Regions from separate parts of the Capsicum annuum genome. Here region 1 is linked to region 2. Evidence: chromatin contacts called from public Hi-C data. All regions are on one chromosome and are shown on one strand. The core of a region is the stretch at or near the end of the contact, and the rest is flanking DNA. Distances in the headings are between cores, read along the strand shown. Region 1 holds the start of LOC107854903 (CST complex subunit STN1). Region 2 holds the start of LOC107854920.

Region 1 (3,989 bases), core at 1,414-3,913, 330 kb after region 2:
TCATAACCCACTCCACTCTCAAGAACAAGAAAAAAATTAGGGTTTCTTCCAAGGCTCCAAGGCTTATACTTTCAAGGCTAGATTTCAAGCTAATTCAAATTCTTTTTCATCAAAAAGGTACATGGGGCTATCCTAAACTATATGGGCATAGGTTTTATAATTTCTACAAGTCTTAAACATATATATATACACACGTATATGTTATGAATTTTGATAAATTCATTTTAAAAGCATGCACGGAGAAAAACAATTTGATGAAAGTATTTGATGATCATAGGGTTTCTTTTCATATCTTTGGTTTATAATTTCGTGTATATGTGATTTGAACTAGAAGGATGATTTTGAATGTGTATTGTGAACCTCTTTTTATCCCATAATGATATTTATAAACTTTGTATGACATGAATTGTAAATTGTTGAGAGCATGATTAAGAGCCCTCTTTTTTATCAATAAGAATTGTGTTTAACAAATGTTGGGGCTAGTTTATAAATAATGATAATTTATTGAGTATTAAAGTTTTCGATAACAATTATACATGTGTTGAATGAATGGAATTTTCTTGATGGTCATATAAAGGGGTTTGAATGAGAAGGGTTATGGAAAGATACAATACGAATGACTTGCAAGTCGGGGTATAACGATACCCCGTTGTGAATTACCCTTAATAGAATAAGAGAAGAATGGTTTGTAAATATGATGCATGTTTTCTTATAAGATTAACTGGGCTTAAAGAGGGTTAGATGATTATCCGAAGAAAGCACGAGTTGAAAGACTCTATGCTGAAACTGTGATTTGCCGACACAAGATTATGGTGTCATGCTTTGTGATCTTGTGTACCTTGTTTCATGTCCTCTCGAATTGGGACTATGGTTAGGAGCCCTACTTTTTTATCTTGTTCCCTACCAAGATATGTTGATTTGATTGGGGATTTTGACACCCTGCTTTGTGATCTTGCGTGTACCCCTTACTGACACTTCAATCCTGACGGTAAACCTGGATTAGGGGCTTGGCCGCCAAGTCAAGGGCGGATTTCATATAGCTCGTGGAAGTATGAACTTGTAGGGTGTACCATCTAACTCAGTAATGCAAAAGCGAATTGTACCATAATTGAAAGAAATGTTTTGAAGCTCATCAAGTTATGCCCATATGGTTTCAAATGTTTTATGTCGACATGTTTTATGAAATGCTCTCACCTATGTTGTATAAAAGTAATTTTTTTATTATTCTGAGTACCAATACATTTTGTATTGATCCCCTATATTTCAAGATTTGAGGCTCAGATCCGGAGTCCCGCTAAGCAATAGATCAGTGTCAGAAGTTTGAAGTTGGTAAGCCTTCCTTATTTCGGAAGGCCTTGTTCATGTGATGTTTCATTTGGTTTTAGCTCATGGTTCGACTGGGGGCCTTGTCCTGGTTTCAGAACATATGCTATTTTCAGTTTAGTAGAAATTTCGCAGACTTATGTTAGATGGTTTTGGGTCTTTATGAACTTATGTCTGTATTGTTTAAATGAAATGATAAGATGACCATGTTTCCGGTTTCTTTTCCGCATTTTGATAATATATGAATTATGTGTATGATTGTCAGTTAGAGAGGGATCTCGTGCTTTCATAGCTCGGGATGCTCGTTGCGGCCACGGCCTCGGTTCGGATCGTATCATTTTTCATCAATGATTATTAAAAAATTAGACGAGATCAGTAAATTAAATACCATAGATTTTTTCTTGCCATTCAATTCATAAGTGAACATCTGTCTCTTATGGGCATATAATATGGATAAGTAAAGTTTATGTCCAATGCAACTTAACTTCATGGAGAATGTTTCTAATATTCTGAACAATTTACACAACAGTTAATGTTCAAGAAAATACAAGGAACGAAAATTTTAGTAGTTTAGTTGATTATTGACTATCAAAAGGATCAGTCACTCAGGCTGTAGGAGGAACAACAACTTTGTCATAACAATTGCGAGCCAACCTTAAACAATGTAGCCAATGCAGAATCTGAGAATTAGGATCCCTCTCTATAACAACATCGGAAACAGTAATCTGAATGCTCCCTCTGTAACTAGTAATCTTGCCACGAACACGAGCAATAACACCAAGCTGAACTTGGGCCGAAAAATCAGCGGCCATTTGGGAAATTAATCGAACATCTGATGGGCAACGACGGGAGAAGTGGGGCGAAGTTTCTTGGTTAAGCCATAGGATACAAGGGATGCAACCGGTGCCATCGTCGATGTCGAATTTGAGGAATCTGCTGGGTTTGAAGTCTCTGGTTACTACAATACCTACTGTTTCTGCACGGGAGAGGCGCTTGCCCTTGCGAGAAAAGGAAGTGGGATCGAGGGGGATTGGTTTGAGAGTGAGAAAATCGAAGGCTAAGAGCTTTACGTGTATGTTGACAAGGTTTGGAGCATCCATAATGGGAGTGTTTATCAAAGAATTTCGACTGATCTGTTCTTTCTAGTGTGTCAAGTGCGAGGAGAAAGATCCCTTTTCTTCTTTTATGTGGGGGGTGGGGCAGGAGATGGAGCAAGATGCCTAGATCAAGGTGAAGAAGAAGAGTCACGAAGATTTTTACTTTGGAAAAAAAAAATTTTTACTGCTAGTGTAGTATATTTTGTGCACTAACAATGAATATAACTTAAACTCTTTGATAAATTGACTAAGTTGGTACTGCATTATACTATTGAATCCAATATACTTTCTTGTTATATTATCGAACTAAATCAACTTTTGTCATTGGTAAAGTTATTAAAAATACTTTTCTTTTTAATATTTTTTTATCATAATAAAATGTAAGTCACGTGACGTATATTTGAATGAGGTGAATGTCAGGTTGCATGTTACCTCAGCATTTGATTTTTCCTTCTTCATTTTATATTTTTTGCTTCAAATTTTATTACTTAATTATTTATTTATTATTTTTTAAAACAAACAAAATATGTGAATATTTTGCATCCAAAAAAAAGTCTAATCACTATCACTAGTAGTAAAATATTTATGGCGGTAGCAAATTTTTTAACATTTCACTAACCTTAAACTCTCATCCACATGGCTCTCATTTTGCCATGATAGAAAAGTGTTAAAAAGAGGGATATTTTTGATAATCTTGCTAATGAGAGGGGTATATTTAGCCCTATAGTATAACATTAAGGATATATTTGGCCTATGTTGCACAGACTCTCTAAAAAATCAACGGGTGCGTATCGAATTCGCCAAAACTAGTATATTTTTAGAGAATATGACACGGTTGCGACATCGAAAATGAAAAGTTTCCGCAACTTAGTATTTGGCCAATAATATAACGAGGGACAAATTTAACCAAATTATCAAAGTAGAGGGGTATTTTTAACTAAATTTCCCTTCTACTTTTTACCCTAGCTTTCCTATTCCATTATGTTCCATATTATGCCAAATTATTTTTTATATTTTATCTTTTTATAAATTTGATATTTGAAAAGGACTAACTTTGAACTTCTCCTTTTACATTATTGATTATTGACGGTATGATTTTATTATTAGCATCATGACATAGACATGTTTAAGACTATAAATCTGAAAGTCACAATGTCATGTGGACTAATGGTATATTCAAAAGTAAGATTTAATTTCAATGATCTTTCTTTCGTGATCATTATGTCTAGTCAAATAGGTTAACATGAAATTAAACGGAGGGAGTACATAATTTGACACATCCAAATTTGGTGCAGAAGTTGGAGATTTGCCGAGCTAATATATACCATTATACCCCAAAACCCAAATTATGAATCTACTGATTGGTCTAGTCAGCTAGTCAGTTAACATAACATTGTCATTCTAGGAGCTAGGGATGATGTCAAATGGACAAATTGCATTGATTACATTTTCTTAATTATGGACTGAAGACATACTAGACAACCTTAATGTAACTCCCCCCATTTTCAAATTTGAAATCGAATTGTTGTTTCTACATGTGTAAGCTCTAATAGAAATTATTTCTAAGTA
Region 2 (4,015 bases), core at 803-3,302:
TGGAGCATGTGAACATAGTTAAAGTGTATATAATGTTGCACGGTTTTTTTCCTTGAAAATTATGTACGATACTCAAAATTTGTTGTTTACACAGGAATTCGGAATGAACAAAACCAAACGACACCAAATCGACAAATTGAGTCAAATCCAAAAGACCGACTAGTGATTTAGTTTGACTTGATTTGTTAGGAACCAAATCTTTGGGGAAAGTGCACAAATACCCCCTTTTTGGGTCGCCAATTCAACTAATAAAAGGAGTTACTAGTTTGTGGCATGTCAAGATTATTTAGTTAGTCTTAAATTATAAATATCTGTACATTATTAGTTAGTGAGTTAGTTAATAATGATCCAGCTGTTACTCTAGTGGATCAACTAGATACCTTCTTTTTCTCTTCCTTGTACTATGTATATAAGCTGTTGAGTTGAGTAATGGAAGTTACAATTTTCATTTGCCAAATCTGATCTTCTCCATTTTTCTCTCTCTCAGGCTTTCCTCTCCAATGGAGTTTTCTTCTCGAAAGCTCACTGTTCTAACATGGTATTAGAGCTAGCAAGCTCGATTTCCTTGGTTTTCCGCATTATCGTTTTTAGTTCTGTTGCAATCATTCGATCTTCTCTACTCCTAGCTCAAGCTTACTGTAGTTCTTAGCCTCCAGCTGCGATTTTCACATCAAATTGCAGCAACTCTCATCGATCTTCATCTTCGTTTGATTCCTTGCTCACCTCAATTTTCCTCCGTTCCTCTCAATTTGGAAAATCCCCAATTTTATCTCAATTGGAAAAATCCCCAATTTCATCTCAACTTTTTCTCTAATTCTCTCAAATTGGCAAAATTACCTTGTGTATTTTGTGTCATCTACCTTATTCATGACTTCTACTTCAACGACAACTCAAAATTCCTCTTCACCAACCCTCGATTCAAATAACCCTTTGTACATGTATCCATCGGCGAACATCGGATCTGCCCTAATTTCGGAGATTTTTGATGGAACTGGTTATCGGTCATAGAGACGCGGTGTTCTTAGAGCTCTTTCTGTGAAAAACAAAATTGGCTTTATCAATGGAACAATTGCCAAGCCAACATCAAATTCACAGTCGATTACACAATGGGAACAATATGACGATATGGTTACCTCATGGATTCTGAATTCCCTATCCAAAGACTTAGGAGATAGTTTACAATATGTCAACAATGCCCAGGCATTGTGGAAGGAGATGGAGGACCAATTCGACCAAGCAAATGATGTAAAACTATCTCAACTTCAATAGGAAATTAGCGAGCTCCCGCAGGGAAATCTGGATATCACTGGTTATTACACAAAGATTAGGCAACTTTGGGAAGAACTCAACTCTCTAGACACCAACTCACAGTGCACCTGTTCATGTGATTGTGTGGGAAAAACAAAAATGCATAAGGCTGAGCAAGACAGGAAGCTTATTCAATTTCTGATGGGGCTAAACGAAGTTTATACTATTGTAAGAGGTAGTATTTTGATGATGAATCCGTTGCCCGCTATGGAAAAAGCCTTCTCTATATTGGTCCAAGAGGAAAAGCAGCGCGAAGTCAGACCAACTACTTCTCGCTTGATTTTAGGATCTACTTCTCTTAGTGTAACCTCTGGAAAAAATGCCTTTAGAACTAATTACTCTCACAACAAACACACCAGTGGTCTCAATGTATATAAAGGTCATTCTACTCCGCCTCCCTACAAAAACACTTACAAAGCTACCTACCCCTTTCAAGATGTCAATAGAGCAAATCTACTCTGTGATTACTGTAAGAAGAGTGGACACACAGAGGCAAAATGTTACAAACTCCATGGTTTGCCCCCAAATTTTAAGTTCACAAAGGTAAAAAATTCAGCTGCAGCAGCAACTGTTCATGGTGGTTATGGAGAGGTGATAGACGATGGGTCTGCAATGAAATTTTGCAGTACTAGTCAAGAAGCTCATAGCATCACTAAGGAATAGTATGGTCATCTTGTGAAATTACTGTCAAACGCCTAAGTGCAGGGGATATCTGAAACTTCTAAGGAGACTCTGGATACCATCATGAGCGGAGCTGTGAACTTTGCAGGTATTTTGGCTTGTCACTCCTCTATAAATGAGATTGGTAACCTGTTATGTGGTTGTTTGAACTTAACTACTAAATCATGGATCGTAGATTCCGAGGCCTCAAACCATATGAACTTTAACAAGAAATTGCTTAAGAATATTAGGTCTCTACCCTTTCCCTTTCTAGTTACACTACCAAATGGCTATAGAGTAAAGGTAACTGAAATTGGGGATGCTTGTTTAAGTTCAACACCGACTTTGTACAAGGTATTATTCGTGCTTAGTTTTAAATTCAATTTGATTTCAGTGCATTATCTCACTTCACACCTCAGTGGTGTAGTTAGTTTCAATAACGTCTCATGTTTCATGCAGGGCCCTTCACTGAAAAGCCCTCTGGTGATTGGTAGAGCAAGGAATGGACTCTATTTTCTATGCTCAAAGTGCCACCATGGTCCTTGTTTTTCATCACCAATTTCTGCTGGTTCTATTTTCACTCCTCCTGATTTTCTTTTGCTGCATGTTCTATATAAACAAGCTCTCTATTCACCTACTTCATCTGTAAATTTGGTAATTCTGAGTAATAAAAAAGCTTGTTCTAACAATGAGATTTCACAGTGTTCTGTTAATCATTTCAATTCTGTTGATTCTGGTTCATCATACATATCTCATGATTCTAATGTAGATCACCTGTGGCATAATAAGTTAGGACATGTACCATCCCAGTTGCATTCTCACCTAAACAACCTTTCACCTGCACAATTTGCCCCATGGCTAGGCAAACAAGATTGCTCTTTCCATCCTAGACCATAAGTATCTCATCACAACCTTTTGCCCTTCTCCACATAGACTTGTGGGGTCACTATCACACACCGACTTATGAAAACTATAAGTACTTCATCACCATAATTGATGACCACGGTAGAGCAATTTGGATACAATTACTCAGTTGCAAGAGTAATACTTTGGCAACAATAAAAACCTTCATAACACTGATAGAAAGCTAGTTTCAAACCCACATTAAGGACATTATAACTAACAATGGGCTGGAATTTGTCAATAAATAAACCATACCTTTTCTTGAAACCAAAGGGATAATACATCAAAAGACTTGTCCATACACACTACAATAAAATGGTGTAGTATAGAGAAAGCACAAGTATTTACTTGAAACTGCCAGGGCATTACTATATCAGTCCAAGCTTCCAATAAGATATTAGGAGAAGTGTATTCTCACAGCGACTTACCTAATAAACAGACTACCATCCACAACTATTCAAAATAAAACACCCTTTGACGTCCTATATTCCAGGCAACCTACTTATTCACATTTAAGATCCTTTGGACGTTTGTGTTTTCCCAGTACACTCAAAAGTCATAAAGAGAAATTTAAACCTCGGTCCACCCCCCATGTGTTTATTGGATACCCCTTCAACACAAAAGGTTACAAAGTCCTTAATCTACATACTAAACAAGTGCACATTTTAAGAGATGTACTATTTTATGAGTCTGTATTTCCCTTTGCTCTTTCATAGCCTGATGCTAGTTTTCCTTCTGTGTTGAGGCACCTTAATTCTAATCCACAATTTTATTTCACAAGAAATAACTTGGATAATGATGTGTTGAACAAACCACCCTAGTTTCTATATAGATTCCACTACTGATTCTAACTCATCTGAGCATTCTACGCCACATACTGCCACTAGTGATCTCAATCATTTATCTCATGATGTTACCACTTCATCACCTGAATAGGACACTAAACTATCTTAACCTGACAGTCCTACCTTACAAGATTTATATCCAACTTTTGCACTCAAACGAACCAGTAGGATACACTCGGTACCACCTTATCTTAGTGAATACAGATATACATTACCAAACCTTCAACCACAAGCATCACAAACAAATAGTACCACTGGTCAATACTTTTCACTCACTAATTTTGATCCTGATAGTCAGC

The links. A called contact is a pair of places that touch in the nucleus more often than the background predicts.
Region 1: a Hi-C map of bud shows a contact between it and region 2, with 2.5 times the contacts expected there. The contact joins the promoter of LOC107854903 here to the promoter of LOC107854920 in region 2. A contact is called at or near these places in 2 of 5 Hi-C or Micro-C datasets (bud and leaf).

Annotation. Positions count from the first base shown.
Region 1 is chr1:151,140,772-151,144,760 of UCD10Xv1.1, forward strand. It overlaps LOC107854903 (CST complex subunit STN1), which reads right to left and starts at 2,664. Exons shown (of 1, transcript XM_016699900.2): 1 at 1,804-2,664. The coding sequence starts at 2,423. The coding sequence ends at 1,929. It overlaps LOC107854905 (a long non-coding RNA gene), which reads left to right. Exons shown (of 3, transcript XR_001670135.2): 3 at 1-236.
Region 2 is chr1:150,814,161-150,818,175 of UCD10Xv1.1, forward strand. It overlaps LOC107854920, which reads left to right and starts at 2,053. Exons shown (of 2, transcript XM_016699916.2): 1 at 2,053-2,322; 2 at 2,428-4,015. The coding sequence starts at 2,053. The coding sequence ends at 2,865.